Regions from separate parts of the Triticum aestivum genome. Here region 1 is linked to region 2. Evidence: chromatin contacts called from public Hi-C data. All regions are on one chromosome and are shown on one strand. The core of a region is the stretch at or near the end of the contact, and the rest is flanking DNA. Distances in the headings are between cores, read along the strand shown.

What was found. A called contact is a pair of places that touch in the nucleus more often than the background predicts.
Region 1: a Hi-C map of leaf shows a contact between it and region 2, with 5 times the contacts expected there. The contact joins the promoter of LOC123189977 here to the promoter of LOC123189973 in region 2. A contact is called at or near these places in 2 of 5 Hi-C or Micro-C datasets (both in leaf).

What each region holds. Positions count from the first base shown.
Region 1 is chr2A:646,425,197-646,430,983 of IWGSC CS RefSeq v2.1, reverse strand. It overlaps LOC123189977, which reads left to right and starts at 4,505. Exons shown (of 2, transcript XM_044602517.1): 1 at 4,505-5,054; 2 at 5,148-5,787. The coding sequence starts at 4,590. The coding sequence ends at 5,783. LOC123189976 (protein WHAT'S THIS FACTOR 9, mitochondrial) reads right to left here and starts at 4,240. Exons shown (of 2, transcript XM_044602516.1): 1 at 2,752-4,240; 2 at 1,839-2,060. The coding sequence starts at 4,033. The coding sequence ends at 2,819.
Region 2 is chr2A:646,274,127-646,279,969 of IWGSC CS RefSeq v2.1, reverse strand. LOC123189973 reads left to right here and starts at 3,184. Exons shown (of 5, transcript XM_044602512.1): 1 at 3,184-3,642; 2 at 3,969-4,361; 3 at 5,186-5,278. The coding sequence starts at 3,301.

The DNA.
Region 1 (5,787 bases), core at 3,256-5,755, 150 kb before region 2:
CGGTGACATCTTCACCATCTTTGGTTATGCCCAGGCTGTGACAAACAAGGCGCTCAGCCACCTTTGCAACCGGGGCAGCCGGCGTGCGGTTGGAAGGGCGCCTGATCCGTTGCAGAGAGATCCCGCCTTCCTTGGAGATCCTCATGCCTGCCAAGGTCTTCCGACGGGCTGCTGGAGGGCTTGGCCTCGGTGATGCCATGGGTGCTTCAGAAGGTTGCACAGATGTGAGCGGCAGGAGCGCCGGCTGTTTTGAGCAGAAGAGCGTTGCTGGAAGCTCTAGACAGGGCACAACGAGCTCCGCCAAGCCAGCGGGCAGGTCGTGTCCAGCATCAACAAGGCAAGCACGGGTTGGCGAAGGGGTTCGCTGCAGGTTGGCAACGAAATGACTACATCTGACAATTGAAATGTCAAGCCAAATTGGCAGTAAGCCAGTAAAATGTGCATACTTACTGTAGAAGCTTGCTGTTTCTTCATTCTTGCTACTGGCGAATCCGGCAGCTTCTTCGTTTCAGCTTTACTGTAATCTTAGCTGGTGGCTTGCTGTGATTCTGTCGTCATAAACCTGAAATTTCCCATTGTCCTGAAGGTATGTGACTCCATACGGTGACAGTTGTTGTATCCACTGAATTACACAGGCAGAATTGGTTCACTTATAAGCTTACAACGTTCCATCTTTTGCATTTACATCAACAAGCAACAAATCATGGAACAAAGTATGCAGTCCGCTGGGCCACCTAACGGTAGCACTTTGGCATTCAGTACAAAAAATGTGGCGAACTCAACATGTGACCTCGCCTGATGCCTTGATAGTATCGCCAAACAAACTGTCTTCAAACGGATATCAAGACCATTTTTATTTATGTGTAGACAGATAGCCGGTACTATTGATTCACCAACAGGTGCAATACACATGCACAATTGAATCAGTAACAAGTTTACGACATCCCATCTTCAGCATTTACATCAGCACGGAACAAAACTGCCTAGCAAATTATGAAGTCCAAGGAACTCTGATAGCAAAATGAAAAGAAGGCAAGAAACCTGGACAAATAATTCTTTGGTCGGCAAACGCAGATAAGTGCAGTGAAGACCGGGGTTGATCAAAGGAGCTCAACATGTCAGCACCATTTATGATGGAAACAAAACAATTTCTAGCATTCCCAGAGGAACTGATACCCACACCAAGCAACATCAATTGGCAAGACTTCGTAAAGCAACTTATATCAATCACCCAGGTGTGCACAGTGCACACTGAGACTGAGAAGATGGCTTAATATTACACACAATACTTATGCTCTGACAACAGACCTACTGGAGCAGAAAATCATCTGCCAAATTCAAGGAGTGAAGTGAACTGACGCAGAAGAGCATACCACCTGATTTCCTAACCTTGGAGTTGGAGCCTTGGAGGTGCCAGTTGAAAAACCCAAGATACTTGAAAGTGGTATCAGTTTCTGAGCATTTCAGGTTTTAATATGGCATTTAAGACTTGTAACCTCTAAAATTATCATTGAAAGTCACACTGAACTTGCTACAGAAATTTCATGCAGGGCAAATTAAGCCAGACATAACCAAAACCGCACCATTTTTAAGAAAACAAGAAAGAAAGAACGTGGCTTCAGAATAATCGTGGCAAGCTCAAATCATTTGTCCTACAGAAGTTGCCAAGACTGCAAAGGGGGTCAGCATCACTTTGGCTGGAAAGATTGTAAGGAGCAGGAGTCAGAGACACTGCCACACTCATGTCTATCATTGGTGACTGGTGAGAGAGGCTGGTTGTCATCACAAAAGGTTAGCAACAGATAAATGTTTTCCACCTCACAAATGAGCCAACTTAATCAAGAAATATCTACATTTTATTCCAACTTCAATAAAATTCCAAGCAGATCTTCTGCAATCAAGGAAATCATAGTTTGCATTTGGTCACTGTCTGCCCAAATCTGATCAAATCATCGTCTGCCCAAACAGGATTAAGTCTCACCTACAAAACCGACATCTAATTTGCAGCCATAACCTGGCTAAAGTTCATAACTTAGTCCTTGTGAGGCTTGCTTCATGCCCTGAAATAGAGACAGAGAGAATTAAGCGTCTCGAAGCTAGGCTATCCAACATCCAGGTATCAAGCTGCCTTCTGAGTTATTTCTAATTTTCTAGCCCCCATGACAAGCAATATTATAAGGGTTAGAGTACCTCTAGCACTAGACACTACATTATGGCTTGACAGTTTCTAATATACCAACAAGAATAATGGTTTCCCCAAGAAGATGTGATAACATCTTTTTCCCTCAAAAAGAGAAAAGAAAGGAAGATGTGATAACATCTTCTACAGTAATACCCCCTTTGGCAAATACAGCCACTCATTACAACAATCAACAAACCTAAGATAGCTGCAACTCTATTTTGTGTGTGTCACAAATTGAATAAGAAGCTGTACATGAAAATGTGTTCGGTTAACTATCTAACATACAGTTGAATCGTGATGACTCTCATCTCATGCTATCCAGAGAGCAGAGAGAGCCATAGGGACATTCACCTCGACAAATAAAAGATGACCATAGAAACTAGGTATCTAAACAAGCTTTCTACATCTCAAGCAGACAATATAAAATACATCAAAAATTTAGTGGAACTAGCAATTCACAATGGTATTATGATTGCCTTCTGAAACCACTCATTTTCAGGTTGCTGAAAGCCATGTGTGAACCCCTAGTTTACAGGTACTAAGTTGAAACCTGTTGCTGAAATCCTCACCTGAGTGAAGTCACCACCCATTATCTCAAAACAGCAACATGCGGCACGCAGAAATCACCATCCAGTGTCAATCATAACTATCGCGTTCATCATAATCATCATTGCCAGGCCCGTCGTCATCCACAATCTCCATACCAAAGCACTCAACATCAGCATCCTCATCCATCCCCTCTCCTTGAAACTCCTCATCTCCATCCAGTGTACCCTCCTCTTCGTCGTCATCCTCGTCTAAAACCAGCTTGGACAAGCCCTTCCCACGGTACAACACGCCAGTGCGCATCACATACTGTACCTTGTCCCTCACCGCCGCGAGGGGGTGCTTCTCCACAAGCTTCCCCCTCTCATACCCCTCACGAAGCACCAGTGTCGTCGTCTTGCACTTCAACGACAGGTAGAACACTCCAGGATACCGCGTAAACAACCTCGTGAACTTGTGAGGCAGGCCAAGCTCCTCGCGGAGCAACCGGATGGCATTCCTCCGGACCATCTTGTGCACCATCAGCCCGAGCAACTCATGCAGCAAACCAATGTTCCTCTTCTCGTAGATGTCGCTGTCAGGGTCGATCCCTGAGGCATCATCATACGGGGAGATGTAAGGCAGCCGGTGGAAATCGTCCATCCAGGCCTTGACCTTCTTCATCCCTCCGTACCCACGCGGGAACCGCATCGGGAACGCGAGGGGGGCATGCGACGAGGACGGCGGGCGGGACAGGTTGCGGTAGGTCGCCCCGGTGATGGCCTCGGCGTGGCGGCGCTGGAGGGAGGATATGGCGATATCGTCGGGGAGGCGGGAGGCGGAGAGCGAGATGTGGTTATTGGAGACGGCGAAGACGTCGGGGTGGGAGGAGGGGAAGGAGGAGGCGAAGTCGTAGGGCAGGCCGAGGTCGAAGCGGAGCGGGAGGATGGAGGCCAGCGGGAGCGACCTGGAGCGGGTGAGGAGGAGGAGGCGCGCGAGGCGGAGGTGGGAGTCTACGGCGGAGGCGCGGGCGAGGCGCGCGAGGAGGATGTCGGAGGCGGAGGTGAGGGAGAAGGCGGGGAGGGTGGGGAAGCGCGGGTGCGGCTGCTCGGCGAAGAGGGTCGGGTGGCGGCGGAGGAAGCGGAGCACGGGGACGGTGAGGCCGAGCGGCTTCTGGAAGCGCGCGAGGGCGCGGGCCGGCACCGGGGACGACGGCTGGCGGGCGAGGTAGTCGAGCATGAGGCAGGACGCGCGGATGGAGGTGGTCCGGTCGATGATGTGGTCCAGCCCGCGGTTCTTCACCCACTTGAGCCGCACCTTCTGCATGGCGTGGCGGCGGCGGGGGAGGTCGCTGGTGTGGTGAGTGGAGGAGACGGCAGTGGGCGAGGTAGGGTGGCTGGCGGCGCGCGTGGAGTGTTCGGGCAAATGCGCACAAGGAGGGAGCGGCGAGGCGGACAGAGAGACGGAAGAAGAGACAACACGAGTGGGTTCTATGACCTTGCCACTCGGCCCGGTTTAGCCTGGACTGGGCCTGTTTGTTTGGTCGACATAGTTGGGCTTTTCAACGGTCCAGTACTTGTGAGGTTGTGAGCTCAAAAAAAAAACATGACAGTTTGTGACACTTCCCTCGATGGAGAAAGTCCGAAACACTAGCTCGATTTCAACAGCAGCAACACAGCATGCGCGTGACCTCAACAGACGCAGAGCCAGAATCAAACGACTCGAAATACTACGATGCGTCGATGGCAATGGCACGTAAACTTGCACATACCGCGTATAAATTGGGCACTGTTCCAGGTGTTCTCCAATACACCACTTCTCGGCAATATTTGGCAGGGTCGGCCGCGCGCGCACGGGCGACGCTCGCAGACGCCGAGCCAGAATGGCGCATATCCACGTCGAGTCCATGCAGACCGCCGTCCCGACGCGCGTCGCGCTGGAGCGCGGGCGGACGCTGCCCATCGCCGTGACCGGCCCGCCGATCGCGGCCGCGGAGCTGCAGCACCGGTTCCGCGCGGTGCTCTACTACCGCGACCGGCTGGAGGGCGAGGCGATGGCGCAGCTGGAGCAGGCCGCGTGGGTGCAGGAGTCGCTCAGCGAGGCGCTGGCCGACCACCCGAAGATGGCCGGGCGGCTGTGGCGGCGGCACGCCGGCGGCGGCGAAGGGCCGTGGGACTGGGACGTGAAGCTCTGCGACGCCGGCGTGCGGCTGCTCATGGCGTCGGCGGACACGACCTTGACCGCGTTCCTGGAGGCGGAGGACCGCGCGAGCAAGGAGCCCGCGCTGGCGCTCTCGACGGACGTGGAGGCCAAGGACCCCGAGAAGTGTTCCCCTTTCGTCATGCAGGTATACATGCATGAACTCCCCCTTCGTGCATTTTCGTACCTCCTGAGATACAAATCGCAGTCGCAGAAATGTCGTGCTTGCTTCTGGTCGCAGTTGACGTGGTTCCGGGGCGGCGGCTACGCCATCGGCGCGTGCTGCAGCCTGCTCCTCGCCGACCCGCTGTCTTTCATCAACTTCCTCAAGTCGTGGGCGCGCACGCACGCGCAGGTGCAGGCGCAGAACAAGCTCGTCCCCAACCAGATGCTGCGGTACACGCGCTACTTCCGAAACCCACGCGCCGCCACCAGGCGTCTCAGGTCCATCCCCCTCGTCTCCGTGGCCGGCGACGCCGCGACCACCGTGCTCTTCAGGGTCGTCGGCGATGCGCCAGGCCGCCGCGCGCTGGCCGAGGCGTGCGTCGCGCAGGCCAGCGAGAAGCTGGGGGTCGAGAAGCCGACGCGGTTCACGGTTCTCGCCGGCGATGGCCTGGGAGGGCTGAACGTCCTGCGCTCCTGCGCGGGAGGTGACGGGGAGACGACGACGACGACGACGACGCCTCCGGGGCACCTGCTTCGGGACGCGTGCTGGCAAGAGGCCGGTCTCGAGGAGGCCGTGCTGGATGGGTGCAAGCCCGTGCACGTCTCGTGCGGCATCGTCTCGCCGGGTGCCGAGGAGGGCATTGTCGTCGTGATGCAGGCAGGGGGCGGTGCCGAGCTCTTAATCAGTGCGACTGTTCCGAGCGGGAAGTGATTAA
Region 2 (5,843 bases), core at 1,935-4,434:
CGAGGTCTTACGGATCTAGCTAGCCTTGAGGCTATTGCATGTCGAGAGGGACTGTCTTTGGCTGAAGATCTTGGGCTCCAAAATCTGGTGATCGAGTCGGATTGTGAAGCAGTTGTCAAGCATATCAAAGAAGGCTCGGGTGGGAACTATGGCAGAGTAGTCAAGGAGATCTAGGAGTGGAAATCTCTCTTCAATTCCTGTATGTTTAAGTTTGAATCTAGGAGCTCAAATTTTGAGCCACATAAACTAGCTAGGCATGCTCTTATATTTGGATCAAGTCCGCCACATTTGGTTGGGGCAACCACATGATCCTAATTAATACCTGCAGACATATCGATTGATTAATAAAGCCTAACCGTTTACCTAAAAACACTTATCCCTATTAGGTAGTGGAAAATATATGGCGTAATCGTTAGACCCCATCATTTGTAGCAGGTGGTTGCGGGTTCGGAACCTGGGCGCTGACCATTTTGCTGTTATATTTTGACAGGCGGGACCCGCTGGTCACCGAGTTGAAGAATGCCACGTCAACATGGTCTTTTTGTAAAAAAATAATATTCCAAGGTTTTCTTTTTTGGAAAAAAATCAGACCACACACCCCTTCTCCTTGGTCCAATCACTGACAGCGGGTTCCACGCGCCTAGCCAACACGGATTTCATATACAAACGAGATGAACACTCTATTTGCACGCCTAAGTCACGTTTTTACAGCACTTCAATGTACGCCACAACTTCTAGATCAAAATGACTGTCTGCGCCAAATTGTGGCACCACTAGTGTAATCGACTCATAAAAAATATCCCAAAAAGGTAGTCATGCATATAATTTTTTTCTATAAAAGGCGTCATGTATTAAAGTTTGTAAATTCAAATACTAGGGCAGCAGCGATTTTTTTAACCTGAATTCTTAATCGCCCAGCTGCGCCGGATGGACGTTGCGAGCGCACACGCCAGCTGTCCCATGTTTGCCCACCTACTACGCGACAAAACTGCTAAGAAAACGGCCTCCTTCCTCCTCGCTATGTATATGGTGTTGTCAGGTGGTGCATGGTCACTAAGGATTATCTGCATGCATGTGCTGATGTCATCCCACTTTATTTCGTCTTAATTTTTTTTAAAGCTAAAACTTTTGAACCGAGTGTCAAAATGAAAATCCGTTTTCATCATTCGGTGTCTTGCGACGAGATCTTCAGAACTAGATCCCATATGTACATGTTTCGATGAATTTTTTTTAAAAGCAACTTTGGTTCCAGTCGAGGCAATTTTAGTACTAAATAGAAGCAACTTTCTTGCATCATGTGTACTAGTGAATTTACCTATCAAGTATATCATAGACAACATAAAAACCATGTGGGGCAAATTTTCATCGTATGTAGGCAACTGAGCATCATTCGTAGGCAATTTTAAAATTACATGGAGGCAACCTTCAATACTAAAGAAGCAACTTGCGTTCAACATATATTATGCATATTTTGCATTCAACCTTTAGCGTGTGTGTGTTGGCTAGCCAGTTCGCGGGTGTTGGCTAGTTGAGAAAGTGGGGATAGATGAGAAGTTGTATACATGGCGATGAGAATTTCATAGAGGACGGATTAGACAATCGCCCACAAAATTACACAAGTTGTTCATAATTTTGGCACGAGTTGCCAGCAAAAACAATTTGAATCTCTGGATATAATAATGGAAAACACACATGAGTTGCTTGTTGAATACACTAGAGTTGCACAAAAACACCCTGAAAGTTGCTAACTTTTTTTGTGTGATACTCGAGTGCATAACAATCTTAAAGTTATTGTTCTTGTTTGCCTCCAATAGCCCCATCAATGGTGAACTTAGACTTTTTCACATGTGGTTGCTTTTTTCTAGATACCAACTCAGAGTACACATGAGTTGTTTGGTGAGTGCACTGTTGTTGTATAAATACACCCCAAAAGTTGCTAACTTTTTTTGTGTACCGCTCGAGTGCATAACAATCTCGAAGTTTTCTACCACAACCAGCAAGTATTCTATCATAACTAGTTCCATCTCCATATTGATAGTGCTATAGGAAACTTACTTTCTGAGGTAGCCTGTCCTAAGTTGCCTATCATGATTAGTGAGTAGTCTAATCTTATCCTATGTTGCATAGAATACCTGTTCGTTATGATAAACAACTTAGTTTTGTATATAGGCAACTTAGCAACATTGACAGGCAACTTTTTAATATATTTTAGGCAACTGAAATATTAATGACAGTCAACTGAGCATCTCTGATAGGCAACTTCATAGTGTTTCTAAGCAACTTAGAAAAAAGCAATGATAAGCAACTTCATAATATTGTAGTGAACTAATTACAAAGTTAGACAACTGAGCAGCAGTGGTAGGTAACTAATTACCAATAGCAGATAACTAGACATCAATGGTAGGCCAATTTCATAGTATTGTAAGCAACTGGACATCAATGATAGCCAACTAAACATCCAGGGTAGGCAACTGAGCAGCTATGGTAGCCAAGTTGTGATAATGTTAGCAAACTTCATTGATACACGTAGTGCAATGAAGTTGCTTATATGTAGCACTAAAGATGCCTCATATTTTGTGTGATTTTCTCATTTTTTTACACTAACCAACCTAATAGGTAGTCCTACTAGGAAAAAAATGAAGTTGCCTTCCTATAGCACTAAAGTTGCCTCCATCGGACCCAAAGTTGCCTCGAAAAAAAGTTCGACGAAACCTATCAATATGAGAGCTAGTTTTGAAGAACTCGTCGCGAGAAACCCGGATGTGAAAACGAAACTGAATTTGGACGCTTCAATCAAAAGTTACAGTTTTTTAAATTTTTTGAACACCCAAATAAATGAATGTGCGGACAAGATTCTTTTTTTTTTGTGGATCACATCAGACGCGTCGGCTGCTCCTTTCATATTTGGAAGAGCCCTCCTTCCCATCAGCGGGCGCTCGGGCGCCGCTAGCCACGTCTTCTTTTTAATTACTGGCCCTAATGCATCAGTGCCACACTACTGTAGTCACACTTTCGCCACAGTTTTCTCGCATTAACAGATTATTAGGAAGGCGTTTACGAAAAGTTGCTTTCGTTAAGAAAAGCGTATCAAGTTCCATCACCAAAAGCGTATCCCGGAAGTACGCTTGCAAGTTGGAGAGGCGTGTTCCCCGGGAGATAGGTCTCCCTCCTCTTTGTAGCCGCGGGGCCCGCGTGTCATCGTAACGACGGTCTCCGAGGCACTATCCGCGAAGTCCAAACCATCCGCCTCCGCCACCGCCGGCTGCACACTCGCCGAGCAGCCGCTCACCGATCGAGAGCATGCAGCCGCCGTGCCTGGGCGCGTGCGGGGGCAGCCCCGCCGTCCTGGGCGCCAGCGCCCACTGCCAGCGCCCCTCCACCTCTACCAGGGTTACCGTCCGGTGCGCCGCCCGGGGCGGGAGGGCGTCGTCCAGGGGGAAGGAGAACGTCTGGAGCGTAGACAACGAACGCGCCGCCGAGCAGAAGTCTCGGTCCCAAAAGAGTCACCGCGGGCGGAGGCGCCCGGCCGGCCGCAGCAGGCCGCCCCCGCCGCCGAGGAGGAGGAAGGAGAATGACGCGGGCTCGAGGGTTCTGGTCTCCGGTGCCATGCTGGTGGAGGTCGAGACCGTGCTCCAGACCCAGGTACACTGGACTGTTTTTGTGCCATGGGCACGCGTGTCTAGAACTTTGGCCAGCGAATCAATTTTGCGATTTGATGAGGAGTATAAGTTCAGTTTATCCATTTAACCAACGACAAGTAGTCTGTAGTCCACTGCAGTGTGCACTTCGCAAAGCATTTCACTACTCACTTGCAATGGGCTAGCTTCAGAAGTTCAGATAGTGGGGAACTACGGACTGAACTGTAATGAAGCATACTTGCAATCAAACAGCAGTTACCAGGCCAGTAAATACTATCCCGTTGATGTAATTTCTGGTATATTGAGTATTGTCTTCTTTTATCTTATTAGGAATCTGTATTAAGGCCTTCCTGGGATACATTTGCGAGTAGCTTAAGTGGCGTATGGAAGGGTGTCGGAGCTGTGTTCTCACCAATCACAGCAGAGATGGAACCTGTTGGACTAGGAAGCAAACAGGAGTATCTTTATGATTGCTACACCCTTTCTCTCATTGAGAAGTCGTATGATAGTGGTCATGGAACCGAGATCCGAAGGAAGACAAATTGGGTGCAACTCAATCCTCACGGGGAAGCTGAGAAGCAGAGTGCCAGCGATGATGAATGGAATCATGGTAGCTCAAGTGGGACTGTTGATTTACCTGCACATGAATATTTTGATCTTAAAAAGAGCGATGTACTCGATGAAGATGTTATGATTGAAGAACCAGGGATTGTATTTTTTGAGGTAAGATTCTTTTCTCTTCACCCATTTTTTCTGCCCTTTTCAAATACTCCCAATGCTTTTTGAAACATCTTTTCTTGTTCAGCTCTTGAAAGTTGCAATAGATGATTGACCTTACTTACACTGTATATTTTATTTAGCCATAACTAACTGAACCAAAAATATGATTGCATTCCTCTTTACTGTTGTAATCTAGAAGTTATAACCACAGCCTATTTCCTGATGCTGAAAATAGAACGCTTAGATGGTGTTTTAGAAAAGGCAGTTAGTTGTGATGTTAAACCTTGAACCTCTCAGCAGGTTTGCTTCAGTAGCAGCACCTTATTAAGATGCTCATAGTGCCTGCTCACTTTTCAGAGTCTGTGGAAAATCATGAACCATGGTGGTCTTTTTTGGATATAGTTTGCATAGCTTAAGCTCTGTCCTTTTCTAAAGACGAGTTTAACTTGAACAGCTAGTTTGTATTCAAGCAAACTTTCTTTTCACAAACGAGCCACGCAAGAAAAACTGAAACAGATCCTAGGAGCTTCCAGACAATCTGTAGAGTTATCTCCTTAGCCTTACCCTACAACTATAAGGCAGATAATCTAGCTCAGAAAATACGTTTCCCCCATGTCAAACTAGCCATGCAGCTCCTGACCTTTCGTTCCTCCCCATGTAAGTTAAATATATTGTTGACATTAAGTATATCCATTACTGTTCAATCACATTTGTTCGCTGTAAGACTGGGTTATCATCTCCCCTAATTAAATTCAGTAATGTTACACATTTCCTGTTTTGTCGAATTATCGACTTATTCCTCTGGCCACTGCATTTTTCGTTTTCAGGATGGATCATACTCTAGAGGTCCACTCGATATCGAAATCGGTGAATATGATGAATCTAAATACTTCCTTTCACCAACGTATCAGTTTGAGCAAGTATGTTTTCTCTACTGAACTTTACTATCTGCCCCAAAAACTGAATTTCTGTTCAGTAAAATACTGCAATGTTGACTGAGAATTAGTCTTTTGCCTGATGCTTTCCTTTGAGATCTGTTTTTTGTTTTGCTTTTTACAAGAGGAACAAAACTAGACTCATGTGATAACTATTGCATAGACATGTGAATTGCTCTTATGAATCATACAGACGCTTAAACAGCAAACTCAACATTGATGCTGGTATACATGCTTTTGATGATGTGCTAGGGACTCCTCCTCTTTCTTTGTTTTGTAACAACAATCTGTGCCAGCTAGTATTATGGAATCATATTGCAGAGGTAGCTACTAATCAACTAGTTTGTGTTCAAGAATATGATTATCATGTTGGCCTTTTGCTGGAGAGTCTGCTCCAACTGTTATGGGAATGAATTATTGAGGATCATGTATATGTATAAATATAATACATTTCATGTGTAACTGCCTTTAACTTTCTCCTTTCGACACTTTGTGTTGTCTGTGGGTTTGGATTTGTCAATCCATAACTGACAATGACATCGAGCTTTGT